Regions from separate parts of the Mus musculus genome. Here all the other regions are linked to region 1. A link is a contact called in public HiCAR-type, HiChIP or PLAC-seq, Micro-C and promoter capture Hi-C data. All regions are on one chromosome and are shown on one strand. The core of a region is the stretch at or near the end of the contact, and the rest is flanking DNA. Distances in the headings are between cores, read along the strand shown. Region 1 holds the start of Map3k3 (mitogen-activated protein kinase kinase kinase 3). Region 2 holds the start of Mettl2 (methyltransferase like 2). Region 3 holds the start of Smurf2 (SMAD specific E3 ubiquitin protein ligase 2). Region 4 overlaps Mrc2 (mannose receptor, C type 2). Region 5 overlaps Mrc2 (mannose receptor, C type 2). Region 6 holds the start of Tlk2 (tousled-like kinase 2 (Arabidopsis)). Region 7 overlaps Tlk2 (tousled-like kinase 2 (Arabidopsis)).

What was found. Promoter capture Hi-C pulls out the DNA fragments that hold promoters and counts their contacts. A called contact is a pair of places that touch in the nucleus more often than the background predicts. HiCAR-type assays count read pairs that join an accessible place to other places. HiChIP or PLAC-seq counts read pairs in DNA pulled down with a chosen protein or histone mark.
Region 2: a contact with region 1 is called in a promoter capture Hi-C map of liver, with 3 times the contacts expected there. The contact joins the promoter of Mettl2 here to the promoter of Map3k3 in region 1. A contact is called at or near these places in 1 of 39 promoter capture datasets (liver) and 1 of 484 Hi-C or Micro-C datasets (embryonic stem cells).
Region 3: a contact with region 1 is called in a Micro-C map of embryonic stem cells, with 6 times the contacts expected there. The contact joins the promoter of Smurf2 here to the promoter of Map3k3 in region 1. A contact is called at or near these places in 1 of 484 Hi-C or Micro-C datasets (embryonic stem cells) and 1 of 115 datasets of contacts at active chromatin or transcription factors (effector CD8 T cells).
Region 4: an H3K4me3 HiChIP or PLAC-seq map of neural tube shows a contact between it and region 1, with 5 times the contacts expected there. The contact joins the enhancer-like site here to the promoter of Map3k3 in region 1. A contact is called at or near these places in 11 of 115 datasets of contacts at active chromatin or transcription factors (bone marrow-derived macrophages, embryonic basal ganglia, embryonic forebrain and 7 more) and 1 of 9 other capture datasets (embryonic stem cells).
Region 5: an H3K27ac HiChIP or PLAC-seq map of extraembryonic endoderm stem cells shows a contact between it and region 1, with 8 times the contacts expected there. The contact joins the enhancer-like site here to the promoter of Map3k3 in region 1. A contact is called at or near these places in 1 of 39 promoter capture datasets (hippocampal neurons), 7 of 484 Hi-C or Micro-C datasets (the AtT-20 cell line, the N1E-115 cell line, cerebral cortex and 2 more), 12 of 115 datasets of contacts at active chromatin or transcription factors (the NIH/3T3 cell line, astrocytes, embryonic forebrain and 7 more) and 1 of 9 other capture datasets (embryonic stem cells).
Region 6: a contact with region 1 is called in an H3K4me3 HiChIP or PLAC-seq map of embryonic stem cells, with 8 read pairs. The contact joins the promoter of Tlk2 here to the promoter of Map3k3 in region 1. A contact is called at or near these places in 6 of 39 promoter capture datasets (3T3-L1-derived adipocytes, the HPC-7 cell line, embryonic stem cells and 3 more), 4 of 484 Hi-C or Micro-C datasets (CD4 T cells and embryonic stem cells), 10 of 115 datasets of contacts at active chromatin or transcription factors (astrocytes, bone marrow-derived dendritic cells, embryonic forebrain and 3 more) and 2 of 9 other capture datasets (adipose tissue and embryonic stem cells).
Region 7: a contact with region 1 is called in a HiCAR-type map of astrocytes, with 4 times the contacts expected there. The contact joins the enhancer-like site here to the promoter of Map3k3 in region 1. A contact is called at or near these places in 5 of 39 promoter capture datasets (the 3T3-L1 cell line, the C10 cell line, cranial neural crest and 2 more) and 5 of 115 datasets of contacts at active chromatin or transcription factors (astrocytes, embryonic forebrain, embryonic limb bud and 2 more).

The regions. Positions count from the first base shown.
Region 1 is chr11:106,083,231-106,085,930 of GRCm38.p6, reverse strand. Map3k3 (mitogen-activated protein kinase kinase kinase 3) reads right to left here and starts at 1,344. Exons shown (of 16, transcript NM_011947.4): 1 at 998-1,344. The coding sequence starts at 1,001.
Region 2 is chr11:105,125,165-105,127,864 of GRCm38.p6, reverse strand. Mettl2 (methyltransferase like 2) reads right to left here and starts at 1,440. Exons shown (of 9, transcript NM_172567.3): 1 at 1,259-1,440; 2 at 998-1,089. The coding sequence starts at 1,368.
Region 3 is chr11:106,919,349-106,922,048 of GRCm38.p6, reverse strand. Smurf2 (SMAD specific E3 ubiquitin protein ligase 2) reads left to right here and starts at 1,334. Exons shown (of 19, transcript NM_025481.3): 1 at 1,334-1,868. The coding sequence starts at 1,817.
Region 4 is chr11:105,312,066-105,314,765 of GRCm38.p6, reverse strand. The region is part of intron 1 of Mrc2 (mannose receptor, C type 2); the gene reads right to left. Among named protein-coding and RNA genes, the nearest start is that of Mrc2, 21 kb to the right of the region's middle. Within about 2 kb of position 1,350, at least 97 of the 459 cell types and tissues checked have an H3K27ac peak or open chromatin away from gene starts, as enhancers often do. A contact at or near this core is called in embryonic limb bud and neural tube, where this site is marked.
Region 5 is chr11:105,330,062-105,332,761 of GRCm38.p6, reverse strand. It overlaps Mrc2 (mannose receptor, C type 2), which reads right to left. Exons shown (of 30, transcript NM_008626.3): 7 at 690-878; 8 at 372-526. Among named protein-coding and RNA genes, the nearest start is that of Mrc2, 39 kb to the right of the region's middle. Within about 2 kb of position 1,416, at least 17 of the 459 cell types and tissues checked have an H3K27ac peak or open chromatin away from gene starts, as enhancers often do. A contact at or near this core is called in the N1E-115 cell line and cerebral cortex, where this site is marked.
Region 6 is chr11:105,180,137-105,182,836 of GRCm38.p6, reverse strand. Tlk2 (tousled-like kinase 2 (Arabidopsis)) reads right to left here and starts at 1,310. Exons shown (of 22, transcript NM_001112705.2): 1 at 786-1,310. 1700052K11Rik (RIKEN cDNA 1700052K11 gene) reads left to right here and starts at 1,404. Exons shown (of 1, transcript NR_027956.1): 1 at 1,404-2,700.
Region 7 is chr11:105,260,447-105,263,146 of GRCm38.p6, reverse strand. All of the region lies in intron 16 of Tlk2 (tousled-like kinase 2 (Arabidopsis)), which reads right to left. Among named protein-coding and RNA genes, the nearest start is that of Mrc2, 31 kb to the left of the region's middle. Within about 2 kb of position 1,331, at least 26 of the 459 cell types and tissues checked have an H3K27ac peak or open chromatin away from gene starts, as enhancers often do.

The sequences.
Region 1 (2,700 bases), core at 95-2,594:
TGAGCATCACAATACCTGCCCCAACTGGGGAAGCAAAATATATTTAAAATGTCACACATTCCTTAGCTAAGTCCAAGACTTTTTGATAAAGAACCAAAATTATGCAAAATATATATAAAACAGCTCAAATATTTTGTAGAAGGCATTAAAAAAACTTTTCTTAGATTACATCTTCACAGGAGAATTACAAATACTGACAAAAAGGAAATGATTTCATAGTGATCCTTTTATGTACCGAATGCCTCTTTCAAAAAGTTACATAGTTGCAGGGGTAGCGCAGGATAAATATAAAAGCCGGGTTTTTCCAAAAGTAGGGTTTGAGTTATAACCCTCAGCGCTCAAGGATTCTTAACTTCCAGTAATCTGCGAGGAGCGCAGCTCGCATTTCTCAAGCCTGCTATTGCTAACAGGGATCCGCGTCGAATAGCGTCGCAGTGGATGCCCCGCATACCCTCCCCCCGCGTCCCCCTCCCCCGCGCAGGAGAGCGCACAGAGCTCCAGAGCAAAGCCCCGGGAACTCACAGGCCAGCCTGTGTGAGCAAAGGGAAGGAAATGACACAGGCAGGAAAAAAAAAAAAAAAAAAAAGCAAATCAAGGAAAAGACACAACAGCAGCTGGGCCTGCACCAGGCTCCAGCCCCGGCCCCACACTGAGCTCCGGCTCCCCCACCCTCAAGCTCGCGCGCCAGCTCGCTGGGGACCGCAGTGGGCCGCCCGACGGGCCTCGGTCCCGCAGACCCCTCCCCGGGATACGCCGGCCGCATGCCCGGAAAGAGAGTTGCCGAGTGGGTTTGGCCGGTAGGGCACCCCCGGAGGTAGCCAGAACGGCGCCCCGATCGAGGCACCGCGGAGAGGCGAGCGGTCCGCGATCCTCAGCCCCGGGCCCGGCGAACTGTCCATGCCTTGTCAGGCGGCGGCCCAGGGTCCTCCTCCCCTCAGCCTGGGGCGGGGCGTCGCGAAGCAGCGCGGGCACAGGCCGGGGCGGTGGCGGTACTCACCCATGGTGGCGATGGCGGAGGCGGCGGTGGCGACTACAGCCCAGAAGTGTCACCTCCGCAGCCGGGGCTGCATGCCGGGGGAGCGGGCGGCGGGGACGGCAGCGGGCCTGGCTCCGCGCGGGGGCCGTGGGCTGCGCTCGGGGCCCCCGCCGCCTCCCCAGGCTCCGGCTCCGGCCGCGGCCGGGCGCTGTGGCATGAGCAGGTTGGCCCGCTACATCCCCGGCGCTCCCAGGCTCGGCCCAACCCGGCCTCGGCGGCGCCACTCGACCGGGCCGCCTGCGAGTCCTGAAGTCCAGAAGACGCTCCGACCGGCCACTGTTCTCCACCTCAGGAACGCTCCGAAAAACAAACCGCTGGGCGCGCAGCAAGCCTTGCAGCCTGTCACTCATGCCAGCATCTGCCAATCGCATGCAGCCGCTGGGCCTTGGCACTACCCCCACTCTCATTACCAGCCAATAACCAGGAGGAAGTCAGATACTCCCGCCTCCTCCTCCCCGCTCTCTCCCAACGCCCTCACTCTCATCCGCCAGCTAATCACGACGGACCAATCCCGCCTACTCTCACAGGATGCCAATGGGCGAAGTCAAGGCGATTTCCGAGGGCTGGCTAGAGCCTGCCAATCACTGAGACAGCGCCCGTCCTCTCGCGCCTAGCCAATCACGGAGAGAGCGCTGAGTACCCGCCGCGGAGTGTCGCTAGCTGGCGCTCTCAGCCTCTCTGGCCAAGGTGTGGGCTGCTCCAATCACTGCTCCGGCTTGAGGCTCCGCCCACAACCCTCTGCTCAGTTGCGGAACCCTCGGCGGGCGCGCGGGCTGGCGCCGTTCCCCTCGGCGGCTACCCCGGCCTGGCGCCTTGCAAAGTCGTCTTCTGTAGAGGCCCTCAGAAAAAGAAAACCTTCGGCCCTATGGTTGTCGGTTGTTGGCGACCTCGAGGTGCTGAGGTGTCCGGCCCCTGCTGGGGCAAAGTGTCTGGCGCGGATTGGGCAGGGAAGGTTTGGCTCGATGCTTTCAGGCTACTTGAGCTGCGCGATACCCTGAGTAGCCTCGGCTTACAGGCAGGGGGATGGTCTTGTTACTTCTCTCATCCCCCTGGGTCTCAGACCTCCGAGGCCACACCTGATACTCCGTCTTCAAAGGCTAGGCTAGTGCTGGAATGTGGGTCCCCACATTCTGAGTTCTGCTAGAGTTGCTTTTGGACAAGTTTTGCTCTTAGAATTATAAAAGCGAGACACGTTTTTAAAAGAAAACTTAAAAGTGCAGGAAAACAGAAAGAAAAGCCCTACCCTGAAGATAGTTTTATCTATTTCCTACCTAGATATGCAACGTTAGACAAAAAATAACTTCATATTGTTTTCTGGTGTGCTTACACTTTTGTGCTTCCTGTGCCACTAAATATTGTCTCAAAACAATTGTACTGGCTGTGTGATCTTTCAAAAGAGCATTGTGATTAACTTTTTCAACCTCCATTGTTTCAATAATTCATACACCCAGTCTTAAGATTCCAACTCTACCACAGTTAGTGTGGCTTCCCTTTCTCTGGAGACAGTTCCAATGACATATTTCAGATTCCAGAAAAATCTGATGCCATTTTCAGTTGTCATTTAGAAACACTTACCTTAGGAGGTGGCTTTGGAGTATCAGATCTCTTAAGGAGTGTCTTACGCAATTCTTTTTCTTCATCCCCACTCTCAACCCATACTATTA
Region 2 (2,700 bases), core at 191-2,690, 960 kb after region 1:
TCTGCCTCAGCCTCCCACGGAGCTGAGTCTACAGGAATACACCACTGCACTTGGCTAACTGGTCCTTTAACTGCGAAAAGAGGATACTGGGCTACATGATTTTCAAAATCCCTCTCAACTCTACGAAGCTTTATCTAGTCTTATCTACCTAACAATGCAGGCAGGGTGCCTACTTTGCAACTGGAATATATACATATACTTATTTTTGAGACAAGCTCTCATGCAGCCCAGGCAGGAGTGGAACTCTACGTAGCAAGGATGCTCTTGACCCCACTCAACCTCTTGTCTCTGCCTCCCAAGAGATTACACCCCTACATCTTAGGAGGTACGTGCCTGGCCAGTGACCTCGGTACTATAGAGAAACTATCAGTGCTTATTATCATAACCGATGAGCCATCTCTCCAACCCCCTGATGCCTATTACCTTAAAGTTCCAGGTTTACTTTCAAACGCCTCCTAGAAACAGGGACAACCAGTTCTAGTATTTTATAAAGGAATTATTCTTGTCTTCGGAAATGACCTCTTTCGCTTTGAGCAGACTCGTCTCTCCACTCTGCTGCACGCATCTTTCTTTGGTAGAAGTCCCACATCTCCAAACCCAACACCTCAAGAAAAGATGTTATGATCTAATCCTCTCCTCCCACAGTACGTTAGGATCCGACCACATCAATCTAGCTCTGATGGAAACGTCCCAGCAGAAGGTAAACTGTAGAAGCTACCCTAAGATGACTGAACGACTTTACGGTTGCCACAGGCCAGCCACATCAACGCGACACTCGTAGAACTAGAGAGTTCAACAACAACAACAACAAAGTCCAACCCCAATGGCTTCAAGACTTTGTTAGAAGACAGCCCCTTTGCCTCCTAACCCGTCCCCTCCCCGACCCGTTCTGGGCCGGAGTTCTCCATCAGGTCAGTGATAAAACGATCCCGGTGCCCCCATTTTTCTTGCCGTCTGGAGGAGGCGCGTCCCACACTGCGGGCACAACGGAGCGCACCTTGCTTCTCCGGGCACACCAGCGGGGAGCTGTTCTCCTGCACTTTCCTCTCCGCCGCCGCGGCCTGCTCCTCGGACCACTTCACGTTGTCCCTGTGAAAACCAAACGGGCAGCTTCAGGCCCACCGGTCCCGGACCCGGGAACGTCGGTCCTCGGGAGGCGAACGCTTCAGCTACCGCCGCGGGAGGAGGGCCAGCGGGCAGGGCTTTTCTCCAAGTGCTCCGGGCTGGCGAAGAGCCGGGCGAGATGCAGGGCAGTTACCAGGCATTGTGATGGAAGACGCGCGCCGGGTCGCTCAGGAACCGGTGCCCGAACTGCGGTCTCTTCCCGTCCTCGGTCTCCGGCACGCCTTCAGGGAAGGAGGCCGCCATGACACCGGAGACGGAAACGCCTTCTCTTCCCGAAGGCGAGGACTTCCTGTGGGCCACGCCCCTTCCGGAAGTAGCGTCACTGGGAGGGAAGATGGAGGGCGGGGCGGGGCGGGGCGGGGCGGGGCGGGGCGGGGCGGGGCGGGTTCCAAGTGATTGGGAAGCTCAGCGGAGGCGAGTCCGAAAGGAGTCATTTCTCCCTGGAGATGCACAAGGGCGTGCAGCACGGGGAGGAAGTAGGAGGCTATTCCCTCGAGTACGGTTCCGTGCAGGTCCCAAGATTCCCCCCAGGAAAAGCTTTGACTAGCCGACTGTGATGAGACGTGGTCACCAGACCACAGTCCGCGGGGAGGCAGCGCGTGGGTTTTGAGAGCATGAAGCTTCCGTGTTAAATGACATAACCGACCACACCTCCTTGAAAAGCCAGGCTTAATTGGCACAATAAAAATTGTAATTCGTTCATGCATAGAGCTTGTAATATGTATTCAATTTATTTAAATGTATACATTGTACACTTATATACTATACATATATGTATAAATATTTTAAAACTAATAGTAGGTCACTGGTATATAATTTATAATTGCACATTTTTAGCCTTATATTTTCTATTTAAATAAATTTCCCCTTTATGTGTACGCATGGTTGTGCACCACGTGCATGCAATGCTCATGGAGGCCAGAAGAGGGCACCAGATCTCCTCGAACTGGAGTTACAGATGCTTGTGAACCAACATATGGGTACCAGGGATCAAAATATGGGTCTCCTAGAAGAGTAGCCAGTGCCCTTAATTATAGGGCTCTCCAGGCTCTATAATTTCTTTAGGCTTGGTGGCAGGCAGCTTACTTGCTGTGCCATTTTACCAGCCAGAGTTATTGTTGTTGTTGTTATTATTGTTGTTGTTTTTGTTATTATTTTGATACATTTTGAAGGACTATGTAATTCTGGCTGGCCTCCAGCTCTCTATGCAGATTAAACTGGCCTCAAACTCAGAGATGTGCCTGTCTCTGCCTCTCAAGTACCGGGATTAAAGGCATTCACCATCACATCCAGCTATATGTATTTTTTTTTTTTAATATCATGCTCTTTAAAAGCTGTTAGTGTTCACATTCAACAATCCCATTATATAATTTTTGTGTGTGCAGAAAGCTCATTGTCCTTTTACTTGAAGTTCCAACATTATTTTTAATAAGTGAGCCATTTGAAATATATGGCTGCTTCTCTTTCTCTCTCCTCTCCTCCCTCCCTTCTTCCCCCCCCCCGTGTGTGTTTTAATTATTATTTTCTTTTTAAATATAGAATTCCTCTATATAGCTCTGACTATCTCATAACTCT
Region 3 (2,700 bases), core at 85-2,584, 840 kb before region 1:
TTTAAGTCTTACTGCTAGAACTTATGATTTTGGGATCACTTTAATCCGTAGGAGTGTTTTTAGACCGATGAAACGCTCTTGGATTTCACCTGGAGAATGAAGTGTCTTAACTGGTAGATTTTAAGTCACCATTTGCAATGTTTTAGGATTAAAATGTATTAGGCTTCAATGAACAGTTTAAACGGCATTAATGTTATAACAGCTTTAAAGCAAAGCTAACATGGATATAAATCCACACTCTTTTTTTTTTTTTTTTTTGGTTTTTTGAGACAGGGTTTCTCCGTGTAGCGCTGGCTGTCCTGGAACTCACTTTGTAGACCAGGCTGGCCTCGAACTCAGAAATCCACCTGCCTCTGCCTCCCAAGGCATGCGCCACCACTGCCCGGCACAAATCCACACTCTTATCCTTAGTTTGCATTATTACTCTTGCGTGCACATAAAACTTGTATTCTCCATTTAAACCCTGCATTACATATAAAGTCTGACATGTTACATGGCTACCACAATTGCCATTTAGATGGCTGCATAAAAATGTGTTGCAGTTGATGTAATACAATTCACTATTAGGCTGCACTCTCACCCCAACCTTGCAAAACAAAATCCCAAAACAACCTGCATTATTTATTTGTCCAGAATAAGTTCTTATTAGTTGTAAGTCACCGCGTCAGAGTTACAGTCCTATTCATTTTCTTTTTTCCTCCTGGGACAGCAAAATACAGTACTGCGTGAGCTTTCCACACTATATCCACCTATCTTGTTCACAGTCTTTGGCCGCATTTGTATTATCTCCCTATGCTTGTCCTGGGCAGGGTTGGGGGAAGAATCGAGCAGGTAGGTAACCGGATATGGAGCACCAGGTGAGCCTGTGGAGGTGGCAATTACAATACTCAGAGCTAAGCACTCCTGGGAATTTGCTGGAGCGTTCGATGTGGGAATAGCATCTTGGCGAATTAATTCTTCGGACTTGGGTCTAACTTTACTCTCGCCAGCCTCTCAGAGCGCGCAGTGGGAGTATTACTCGGGCATTCTGCCCTGTAGGGACACAGGCGATCTTTCAGTGAGCTAGCTGGTCAGTAGGCCCCTCTGGTGCCATCGAGCCGGCGCCGCCGGGCGGTGTAGTTCGGGGCCCAGTCTGGGCCGTGGCGCACGCGCTGCCCGCAGCTCGCGCGGAGCCAGGCCTTCCTCTGGCGCCCCAGGCGCAGGAGACCTCGCCCACAAGCCCGCCCCCTCGCCGGCCCCGCCCACCGCAACCCCGCCCCGCCCGCCGGCCCCGCCCCCGTCTCCTCCCCGCCCCCAGGAGCCGACGAGTGGCGGCGGCGGCGGCGGCGGCAGCGGCTGCGGCCCCAGGACCGGGTTCTCTCAGACAAGAGGGCGGGCGGAGGAGGAAGCGGCCGAGCACCCGCCCGCCTCAGCAGACTTCGCACCGTCCGCTCCCAGGCCTCGCGGCACCGAGAAGGGGAGACCGAGGCGGACCGCGAGGACAAGAGGCGGCGGGGGCGCGGGGCGGAGGCGGCGCGGCCGGCCGCGGCTGCCGCTTTGTTGTGTGGCCCGGGCCGAGGAAGCAGAAGTGGGAGGAGGGGGGAGCTCTGCGTCCCGCTCCCTCCGCGGCTCATGGCGACGGCGCTCGGCACATCCGGGACCCTCCGGCCCTGGCGGCCGCGGCGCGGGCTGTTCGGACCCCGGCCCCGGCCGCTGTGGTGACTCCTCTGCGCCTCGCCGTCGGCCCAGCCCAGCCCAGTCCGCCCGCCCGCCCGCCGGCCCGCCGGCCGCGAGCGCCGCCGCCGCCGCCGCCGCCACCTCCCCCGCCGCTGGGGACATGTCTAACCCCGGAGGCCGGAGGAACGGGCCCGTCAAGCTGCGCCTGACAGGTGAGCTGGGCGGGCGGCTGTGGCGCCTGTGGGCAAGCAGAGGGCCGGGGTCGCGGTCGGTGGTGGCGTTGGACGGGAATCCGGGCGTGGGAAGGCCTAGTTTAGGGAGTCATTGGAGAACCACTTAGCTGGGGTTGGGAAATTCTTCAGAACGCCCAGTGTGTGGCCCGTGGGTCTCCCGTGGAGGGCGGATTTGAGGTCCTGAAGTCTCGTTTCCTGGGGTCACAGGAGCAGCCCCTGGGCTCCTGCCCAGGTGGGGTCGGGAAAGGGATTACTGAATCCAGTTGCTGACTGCGCGCGGTAAACACTCCTTAAACATGGAGTGAGTGCTTAACGGGAGAGTGCTTGTGTTCCCGGGTTGTTAACTTGGACACCTACCTATGCCCGGCAGTGAAACCTTTACTCTCCAGTGCTGCCAACCTCTGTGGCCAGTGCCACACACCTTAAACGCACGTCTCTGGGAGGGAGGGACCGAGACTGTGGTTGGCTTTTCCGGCGTGTCTGCCTGATCCCACGACTCCCGGCTCATTGTACACTCTGTGTTTTGGAAGTTGTTTGATTGTAGGGTAGCATGTTTGGGGTTGTTCCTTGTAGGCCGCAGAACTAGTTGCTCATGTCTTAACTCCAGACCTGGTTTAGAATCCCTTGCTTTGCAATGTGTTTCTCAGTCTGGACGCATACGAACTTTTAAGCTAACTTTCACTAGTCCTCTCCACACTTCTCACCCTCTTTCTAAATGGAAAGGAATGCTCAGAGGGATTTGGGAAAGACTGTTTAATGTTCCCAGCTGCAGGGAGTTGTTAACATATTACAGGTATAATTTGCTTACGAT
Region 4 (2,700 bases), core at 101-2,600, 770 kb after region 1:
AAGCCACCCACCACTCTGTGGGTGGACCCAAGGCTCACTTTTGACCGCTGACAGTACTCCAAGCCCCTGGCCACTCAACACAACTTAGACCAGGCCAATCAGTCAGTGCGTGCTCCTGGAATAAAGAAAGTTTTCTTTCTGGAGAGATTTCTAGATGGAGGTTGCCAACAGTATCCTTCAGGAGTAACCTAAGAGGAAATAGCTGACTACTGGAAGGAGAAACGCCTTCCGGGAACTCTGGGCATCCAGTCTCCACCCGTAGCCTCCGTGACTCTCCCAGACTCTGCCCTTCATGCTGAAAATCACCCAGAATCATGTCCACTCCCCCCCTTTTTTTTTTCTTTTTGCTGTGTTAGGGACTTAAACCCAGGGGTTTACACTGAGCAAGTGCTCTGTCACTGAGCCACAGCCGCAATCTGTGTTGAGCCTGACTGCTTTATGCTCCTGTTTTTCTGGTAACTGCAGGGATCTATGGGACCAGAGCCCACTTCAGCACTTTCCTCCTCAGGATGCTGAGGCCCCACGATCCCTTTGCCTTTGCTAGGCCTGTTCCTTGGGTCTGCAGTGCCATGGCGATCCGTTTGGAGGAGGCTGGACCCTGCCTTGCATTCTCCTGACCACCCTTCTGGCTGCTCCCCCCATCTGCCAGCCCTCTCACCCCATGCTGATGACAACCCTGTCCTTTCCTAGGTACTGCAGGGGGATTAAATGTGGATGAGATGACAGGGCCTCTGCCCTTGAGCTGTTTACAGAGAAGCCGAAGAGATGAACATCCTGAAGCAATCCCTGCAAGAGTTACAAGCCACACATCAACACGTGCAAACCAGTCAGCCCAAATTCAGGCTGCATGGTTGGAAGGAAGGTGTTGGATGGAAAGAGGCTTTCCAGGTCACCAGAGTATAGCAGGAATCTCTCTGGTACTGCCAAAGCGGTGGTCCACCCTTTCCATGTCTCAGATGTCCGGGCTATCACCATGGAAACTTATTCCCATGCACAGACAGAGAGTGGGTTTTAAAGCAATGTGGCAAGGCGGGTTTTATTTCTCCACAGAAACCTCCTCGCTGCCCCTGAAGCTTACCAGACTCCTCCAGAGCAGACCGGGCCAGAGGTGGGAGCCCTTAGCTAACCGGCTGCTCTCTAGGACAAGCTGAAGACATTGCTGCTGAAGGAAGCGGTTGAGGAGCTAATTTGAGCCCGGTGCCTGACATGCAGCAGCAGACTCAGGAAATCGCTGTTGAACGAAAGGCATGTGCTACGAAATCCTGAAGGCTCGCTGGAGCAGAGGCGAGGACAGGAGGGTGTTCCAGGCTGGGGAACCGCAGGCCCAAAGGCCAGACACTGGAATCTGAAACTGGGGCCCCGGCCACCATCTGGCTTAGCTCTTGGAGAGCTGGTGACTCTAGGGGGTGGGGGGGGGGGGAGATCTGACCTAAAGATTGCAGTGTGGCCTTCAGTCCTTCAGCATCCCTCTTATTAGTCCCCTCCCCAGGTCACATAGAGGGAGAGGTGAGGCTGTCATTCCAGGGAGAGCCAGAGCCTGGCTCAGGGGCTGCCAGCCAAGAGAAGCAGCTGTTTTTAATTGGCCTTAAGGTCAAGCCTGGAAATGTCCTTGAGTCAGCAGAAGCTGCCAGCTCCACTTTGCTAAGGGGTCAGCCCTGGAGACCCAGCAGTTCACCCTACATTCCCTCTGCTAGACTGTGCCCATATAGTTGTAGACACAGGGACTCTGGGCAAGGGGGTGGAGCCATCCCTCCCCTCGAGACACACAGTCCTACCCCACTTCACCCTACCAAAAACCTGAGGTGGGTTTCCCTCTCTCCTCTCCTTCCTCCTGCTCAGCAGCTATCAGTTCCTGCCTGTCCAAACTGTGGGCCACCCATTGCTTCAAGTGCTTTTGCCTAACCCTTTGCCCGCAGCACAGGCTGCTCTGCCCTTTGCTGTGCAGTCGCCACGGGATGGATTCCTCTCTCCTTCTTTTCCAGACATGTCCTTCCTTCTGGTTTAACATGTGGGCTGACAAGTGTGTTATCCGATGCCTGACGGGAATGAGTGTAGGCGTGAGATTCTCGTCTCCCTGTTAAATGCAAGAGACCTTGCTGGAGACTGTGGGAAGCCTAGATCTGTGCGCTTTCCGGTGGATCTGAAGTCCTGGCCCAGGAAAAGGGTCTTGGTGGGGCTTGAACCCTGGGGTTTTCTGGGAACACAAACCTTCACCACCCTGGCTCTCTCCCTGGCTTGTTGGGACGACTGGATCTTAGCCAGGCGTCGTGGCAGATGTCTGCAGTCTCAGCACTCAGCAGGCTTGAGGCAAGATGACTGGTACTTAAGAGGCCAGCTGGGGCCACAGAGTAAGACCCTGTTCTAAAACATACACAAAGGCTGGATCAGTGGTTAAGAGCACTCATTGCTCTTCCATAGGATCAGAATTCACTTGCCAGTGACCATGTAAGGCAGCCTGTAACTCCAGAGCCACAGGATCTGATAGATACTCTCTTCTGATCTCCTAGGGTACCTGCATACACTCGCGGGCACACGTGTACACACACACACACACACACACACACACACACAATTTTATTAAAACAAACAAACAAACAAACACACAAACGAACACCTCTAAAAGGCAAACACAAACAAAACGGGGGGGAGGGGGGGAGGCTGGAGATCATTCGGCCCACCCTGATGGCTTTTGTCTTCTCA
Region 5 (2,700 bases), core at 167-2,666, 750 kb after region 1:
CTGAACTGAGAAAGGTCCTGGAGGGCAAGGGCTGGAACCCAGTGGCCTTGCTCGCCCAGCTACGCCATTGCATGGGTTCTGGTGCCATCTGCTGGTAGGAGGGGACAGCTGGCAAGAGACCAAAAATGGGCCCGCCATGCTTGCCTAAGGCTTCTGGAAAATTAGCTCTCCCAGTCCTGCAGGTGACTTAGCTGTGGGGGTGAAGGTGGGGCTCTAACCCTGCCAGGCGATCCTGTGGAAAGGAGGGGCCTGGGGTACACCAGGGCTGATAATAGACAGTTATTTTTCAGTGGGGGGGGGGGGGACGAGGCACTGGGAGCATGTGGGTGGAGGGGGTGCTTTGGTGCTATTATGAGAAAGGAAAGTCTCACCGGCCCCCAGATGGTGACACAGTCCTCCAGGCTGTCACGAAAGTTGTTGGGCTCAAAGGGGTGCCAGTGGGTGAAGCTCACGAGGCTCCCGTCGGACCACTCAAAATTCATCTGCAGTTTCAAATCATTGAGGCCAATCCATAGCTCCTCCACCTCTGGAGTACAGGAGGGCAGGAGAGAAAGGAAAGGGAGAAGACCTTGAGGTCAGCCCCAGGCCGGCAATGAAGGAAAGAAAATTCTTTGTGCTTCCTAAGTAGGAAGGGATCAGGCATACAGACCCTCGCCTCCACCCAGTACTAAGGACAAGCAGCCCCTCACCTTGCTTGATCTGTTTGGTGATGAACTCCAGCTCAGCCATGCTGTGGATGCTAAGGAGGTCACCCCCACCCCGCAGACACGCCCTCTTGGACTCCTGCCAGCTGCGCTTCTCGGCCTGCAGGCGGTAGCAGTGGCCCTGGAAGGGCTGCCAGCTGGGGTCACATTCCACCTTGACATTGGTCCACCGGTCTGTGGAGAGGCACGTGTAAGTGCTCAGACAGAATCTAATGTGTGTCACGCCCGCCATCCCTAACCTGTCTCATCTGTCACATCTGCCTTCTTCATGACAATAGCCTTAGGATATTTAAAACCCAGGAATAGCAGATATAGCCAGACCATCTCTGACTGAGTCTCTCAGGGAGAGATGAGCAAGTGGTGGGACGCACCAGCCTCTTAAGTCAGTATCTACAGTAAATAGGGTTTTCTGCTACGACAATCAAACTTAGCGCAAGGACACTATGCTTTATTCATTCATTTATTCATTTAAAGCCTCCATCAAACAGGTCCACAGGGCACCCCCTCTGTGTTGACCTCTGCAGTCTTGGATAAAAGAAACAAGGGAAAGGAGTCTTGGCTGATAGTGAGGCCCAGTCTGACCAGAGGTGGGGAGAGCAGCCAGGAACATTGCAGGGCCCATAAAATCTGGACACATCCCCTTTCTAGAGCCGCCCACTAGCTCCTTCCCTCTCCACACCTCTTCTTGCTTCTGAAGTCCCTCCCCTGCACCCACAGAGGTGCCTTGGGGTTTTAATCTGCTAGGGACTGGAGTTTGAGGGCAACTGAAGCGAACAAGTCCTCACTTGGGTCTTGGCAGAAGAAAACACAATTTCATCAAGCCACCCACAAAATCAGGCTCGGGCAGGATTTCTGACTAGGAAGGAGTGAGGATGTGAGCCTATGCTATGCACTGCCCCAGATTAGCATTCTGAGACCAGCTCCATCCCGGTCAACTGAGGGGTGTTCCAGACATGCCTCTGACTAGAGACTCCTCAAGGTGGGCTGAGAAAGGGGACAGGGGAGCTCCACAGTGTAAGAGATAGCAGTCACCCTTCATTAGCCAATGCGTTATGACTGTGCTGCAGCCCAGGACAGAGCTTAGTAGCTATTCAAGTCCCAGGATCCTGAGGGAAGAAAGGGTCCTGTGGAAATGTGTCCCCTGCTTTGGAAATGACATGTCCTTCACAGTGAGACTGGCCATTCACTTAGAATGGGTCTTCTGCAAACATCTGGGGTGCCGAATGAGGGCAAGGAGGCAAATCCAAGCCACAGACTTGTGTTTAGGTCCTTGCGGCTGGAGGAGAGCTTCCCCAGACAAGTGACAGGGGAAAGAGTCCTTGCAGGGTCCCCTCTGTCTTCCTCTCTGTGGAGGTCTCCACAGGCACGCCATATTTTCTCTGTGAACATCTCTACTTTAGCAACCCCACAGCTACAGAAGCCGGAGCACAGTAGCCCCTGTTGTTTACACTGCCTGGGAAATGCCAGCCTTAGAGACACTCCTTGGGCCAAGCCAAACCAGGGCTCCAGCTTTACACTAACTTTGCAAGAGGAAATGCATCCATTCTCAATGTGAAAATAAGGATTCTACATCCCAGAGAGCCAAGGCCACATGTCAGGAAGGGGCAGTCCCCAAAGCAGGTCCTGTCTATCACCCCACACTCCATCTCTCTCAGGAGGCCCTCAGACTTACCTCTCTCAATCATACCTTTGAGCAAGACACTCTTAGGCTTAAAAGCCAGAAAGTTCCCATGGGCTACCCAGTCCCACTCAGACTTCAGAGACCGGCTGCAACCTGCCTTTCTGCACTCACGTCAAACGCCCTGCTTATGAATCACCCGAGGGAGGGGGGTGTCATGTTAAATGCAGGTTCTGATTCAGTTAATCTGGGGCGGGTCCTCCCAGTCTGCTTTGCTAACAGGCCTCCAGGTGCTGCTGGGCTGGTGTCTGCTTCCCCCTAAACTCTATACCTTAGTGACAAGCAGTTCCAACAGGCAGCTCCCACGGCTGGAATCGC
Region 6 (2,700 bases), core at 61-2,560, 900 kb after region 1:
TGGACTGAATGCCTGGAGCAAAGGGGAATGAAAAGGTGACGAATTCAAGTTTCACTCACACACACAAGTAAGGAATTAGGAAACTGTTAGAATGGTAGAAAGGCATCTTAAAAAAAAAAAAAAAAGACTGAGAAGAAAACCGAGTTTTCCCTAAGTAGGTAGGTGGCCTTGCTCACTACTTGTCCTGCCCTAATAATCGAGGTCGGAAAGGCAGAGGTTACAATGCAGTCTCTCCCCAATCCCAAGGTCTCTGGAAACATTTCCCAACCCTCCATCCCCAGGCCTGGCCCAGAAAATGAGGCCCTAGCAGTTACCCCATTTAATGTCAACTCATGATCAGAAAATACCCACCCCATCTCTTTCCAGAGGGGCTTTGGACCGGGATCCTCCCAATGGCCCCAAGCCGGGAAGCAGGACCGATGGGGCCTGGTCCCGGCGCCCCTCGCCGGCTCCAAACTTTCCCCAACTCCGGGCCCACCTGTCACGGACGGAGCGAGGGACAGCTCTCGGGGGCGCCCCGTAGGCTGCCGAGGCCTCCAGCTCCCCGGAGTCGCCTCTCCCGGCAGGCCGACCGCCACACTCCCAGGCCTGGGCCTGGTCCATCTTCGGCCCGGCCCCTCGGCGACCCCGCAGCCCTCGGGGAGCACCTCCCGCCTCGGCGCCCAGGAGCTGCGGCACGACGCCGGCCCGGGTCGCAGCCTCCTCGGGCCCTGGAGTGGGGCCCCCGGGACGGTTAATACCCCAGGCCCCGGCGCCCTTCCACGTCCAGGGGCTGAGCTTCTCACCTGCCGCCGCTGCCGCTCCACTCTCCTCTCGGGAGGGGCCCCGACCCGACCCGGCTGCTGACCGCTCCGCTCTCCCCCTGGGCAGGCCCGGGGCGGAGCCGGGGCCTCTCCTGAGCGCCGCAACCCCCCGCCCGGGCAGCCGCCGGCGGCGCCGGGCTCCACGACAGGGCGGGCGGGGGAGGGGGGCCACGGAGGCCGCAGATCCCCGAGCTCGCGTACGGAGCCAGGCGGCTGACGCGGGCCCGGGCCCGGGCGGCCGCCGGGGGGCGCGGGGCCGGCCTCCTGGCGCCGGACAAAGGCCAAGGGAGGCGCAGAAGGGTCTGGGTCGGGCCGAGAAGTGGGGGCCCGCTCGGCTGGGGGCCACTCGGGTGCGGCGCGGAGGGCGGGATGGGGGGGGGGTCGGAACCGCTAGTGCCCAGGACCCGCCTCCGGCCCCTTAATCCGGATCGGTTCGGTCCGGATTAGTAGTGATCGGTGTAAACACACTAGTGAAACCGCGTGTTTCCTCGCGAGATTTGCACGGCTGGGAGGCACGGGGGGGGGGTGTTCCTGGGGTGGGGGGGAGGTAGTGCCGGCCGTGGGGGAGGGGACGGGAAAGGTGTTGGGGGGAGGGTCGCTGCTGCCCCCGGAGCTCCGCCTCCTCCAATCAGCGGCCGCGCTGGCGGGCAGGGGTTAACCAGGGGACCCCGCACCGGCGGAACAGGCCGCGCCTGACAGGGCTGCTGAGGGCGGGCGGCTGGCGGCGCTTGCGGCCCCGCCTGCGACGTGAGGGGTGGTTGGTCGGCTCGGGGGCGCCGGGTAAGCGGCCGGGGCCGGAGCCTCGGGAGCCCGCCTTTGTGGAGACAGAGTCGGAGGCCGACGGTTGGGCTGCGCCTCAGGCCGCGGAGCAGCGTCGGAGCGGCGACCCGGCGGGACTGCCGCGCTCGCCCTGCCTCTCATCTACACACATTTTTTGGGGTGAGGAAAGAGGTTGCTCTGCCCAGCGATGGATCCGAGGAGAGAGCCCGGGAGCGGGGCAAGGGGTGTCACTGAGTTCGCGGTGCCCACCCGATGTCCGCCAGCCGGCCATCCCCCGCAGCCATGGTCCACGTCCCCAGACCCCACGCCACGCCACGCCACGCCACAGGCACGGAAAGCCGGCCGGCGGCTCTCGCCTTCCACGTACCTGACTGGCCTGGCGTCTCCAGGGACAAAGGTGTCCTGGGATCACAGCCGAGCCCTCACCAGCATGCCCCCCTCCAGAGCGGAGGTCGCTACCCGCCCCCCGGGGAACTCTCTCAAAGCACCTAGGGGGAGGTTCCATCTTAACCTCCGGTGACAAGATGGCCCTCCTGGGGTGCTGGGGGCCTGCTCTTCAGAGTGTCTGCTGAGAGGGTGAGCGCCTGCGACAGGAGGGCTTTCCTGCATGGGAAAGGGTTCCACCTCTGACCCCAGCGCCAAAGGGGGAAAAAGTCACTTTCTTCACCTAGTTTCACGAGCCAAGACACGGACTTCAAAGTAACGACTCAGCTTTTTGTTTTCTTCTGATGCTTCCTTGACCAGATGTCTGAACGTGTCTGAAGGACTACAAGGGAATCACAAGAGAAACATTCAAGCTTTTACACAGCCGGCTTGAACTTTTCCAGGCGTTGGCAAGTACTCCAAAGTAGAATTCTGTTATTATTAATTTTTCCACATATTGACTGGACAGAGACCTGCCAAATGGGCAAAGGATGATAATTCCTTTTTGTACATTCTCCATCCTTCAGAACTCAAGTAGAAAAACTCAAATTGGGAGTCATCTTCCAGATCCCAGGCTGCTTGGAAAGATGAACGTTTTGAAGGGAAGAGGGGAAGAGCAAGTCAGGAGCAAAGGGTAGGGAAAGGGGGCAAGGAGGAGCCCCCAGAATGCAGTCAGTCTCAAGCATGAAAATGA
Region 7 (2,700 bases), core at 82-2,581, 820 kb after region 1:
CAGAGAAGTTAGACACTTAACCAACTCACCCACTTTTAAAAACAGATTTACTTAGTGAACTGGAGTGACAAATGGTTTAAGCACCATGTGGGGGCTAGAAAATACACTCAGGTCCTTTGCAAGAACAACCAGTGTCTTAACTAATGGGCCATCTTTCCAGCCCCAACTTCAACTTATCATTATTTATAGCATAAAGCTCATAGCAGGATTTCCTATCACTTAGTTAAAATCAAATGTGGAAGTGTTAAAGATTTCTTCCCAGGCAAGACTGGAGGTCATAAGAACACCCCTTTCCCAATATGTCAACTGAGAAATGGCTGACAATCTCAGGTGCCACGATCCTCCCCTTCCCCCAAGAGGAAACAGTGAGAAGGTATAATAGACACACAATTCTAGTTAGAAGACCAAAGTTTAGACAAAGGAGGCAGTGTCTATCAGTCATTCCCTTTCTTCCTGATTTATTTTCATTTATATGTATGAACAAAAGTCTATGTGTATGTATGTGGGGGGGGGGAGATATCAAGGTAGTGCTGTGTGTGTGTGTGTGTCTGTGTGTGCCTGTGTGCATGTGTATCTGAGGAGGCTAGAACAAAGTGTCAGGTGCTCTGGAAATTGAGTAACAGACGAATATGGTGCAGGGAACTGAACTCAGGATCTCTGAAATAGACAGTGCTCTGAACCACTGACCCATCTCTCCAGCCACTTCACTTGATCTAATTCCAGTAGAAATGAGAGAAAGACAACCACTTGGCTGGGCATGGTAGCACATATCTAAAATCCTACCATTAAGAGGAGACAGAGGCAGAAGAATTGCTGTAAGTTTAAGGCCAGCTTAGTCTACACCATGAGACGCTGTCTCAAAGAATGTAAAACTAAAACTAAAACAGAACACCTCAATCTATAATCACGGAGGCTCAACCTGCTTGCCAAGAGTATCGAGAAGGAACCAGGGCCTAACTTCCTGCAGTTCCTCTGGTATGCAGTGTCACAGTTCTCTTAAGGTCAACAAGAAGCTAGATCTGAGTCTATGACTTTGCAAAATATGTACAGGTCCCAGCAGAGAAAGTGTTTTCAAGGTTGACCTGGTCCCTAGAAACACTGTTTTACAGTAGCTAATGACAGGTATTTGTAGAGAGATGCATATCCTAGATCAATACCATTAACTATTCTTGTAAGTCTCAATACAACACAATTTTCATTTATAATTGGTCAGAATATGTGGTTTCCTTCTCAAAAGTGTTTTTGGCATTCACTGCTGCATGCCATATATTCCTGACGTCAGGTGACTGGAATGGACTTTTAATAATGTATCTGGCTTCTCAGAAACATCTGGACTGCAGCTGCTTGTCATGTGAGCATGTGCACACAGGGAGTTTTACACAAGGCATTTATCATCCCTTGTCCTACCTCTGTCTAAAGCCTACTTCTCTCATGCTGAGTTCTGTTAGTGTGGAACAGAAAGACTTCCAGTTCCCTGGAGCACAGTAGGTTTAAAGCAAGACTGTTGAGGAAATATCTAACCTTCCTCTTAAGACTTAGGAAGTTAACTAAAAGGCTTCTTCAATACCTACTAATTTTTTCTCCTTCAAAGTCTTATGAGAAAAAAACAAAAACAAACATCTAAACAAAAAGCAAAACACCAAGGCCAAGGCTATTTCTGTAACTCAAAGCATTTGTTATTATCAAAAGGGGCTCGTCTTCTCCTTTCAGGGACAGAACCTGCCTCACTCAATATTCCTATCTATCACAAGGAGACAAAATTGCTCAGTGGGGAACGTATTAGCAAATTAAGTCTGGAGATTCCAAAACAAATGAGCCATGAACGTCAGTATTTAGAAGCTCAGGAGGGAATATGACAAAACCTGGCATTAGTGGAACAAAGAAATCCACGGCTGCATATGTAATAACTATTCATTCCAAAGAAACCACCCTTTAGCCCCGCAATCCCAAGGACAGAAAAGAAAAGGGATGCCATTTTACTGGCATTCTCAAGACAGGCAACCACAGGAAGCAGAGCACTACAATCACAGAAATTTGAAATATGAAAGTGGACGGGCCACAGGAAGGCACACTAAGACTCCATTCTTCCAGACCCACTGTCTCCTTCCCAGTTGACTAAGGGAATTATCACTGAGTTTCTACAGACAAACAATAGTTTCTAGGACCTAGTTTACTGTCTCTAGAAACAACAGGAGTCAGAAGCACAGGCTCCGAAGTGGATGGCTGTGTTTAAACTCAGCTTCTAATAGTCTCAAGTTCTGTAAGTAACAGTTTTATCATTGGTAAGACATGGAGTATATTCTCTTTGCTGGGACAGTAAGGAAGATTAAAGAAAACTGTCAATAATTCATCCAAAGCACTTTCAAAATGCAAACACCCAGGCTGGAGAGATGGCTCAGGGGTTAAGAGCACTGACTGCTCTTTCAGAGGTCCTGAATTCAAATCCCAGCATCCACATGGTGGCTCACAAACATCTGTAATGGGATCTAATGCCCTCTTCTGGTCTGTCTGAAGACAGCAGCAGTGCACTCACATATAATAAATCAATCAATCAATCAATCTCTGAGCTGGAGTGAGCAGAGACAGAGAGAGCAGAGGTCCTGAGTTCAATTCCCAGCAACCACACGATGGCTTACAACCATCTGTACAGCTACAGTGTACTTATATACATAAAATAAATATATAAATCTTAAAAAAACC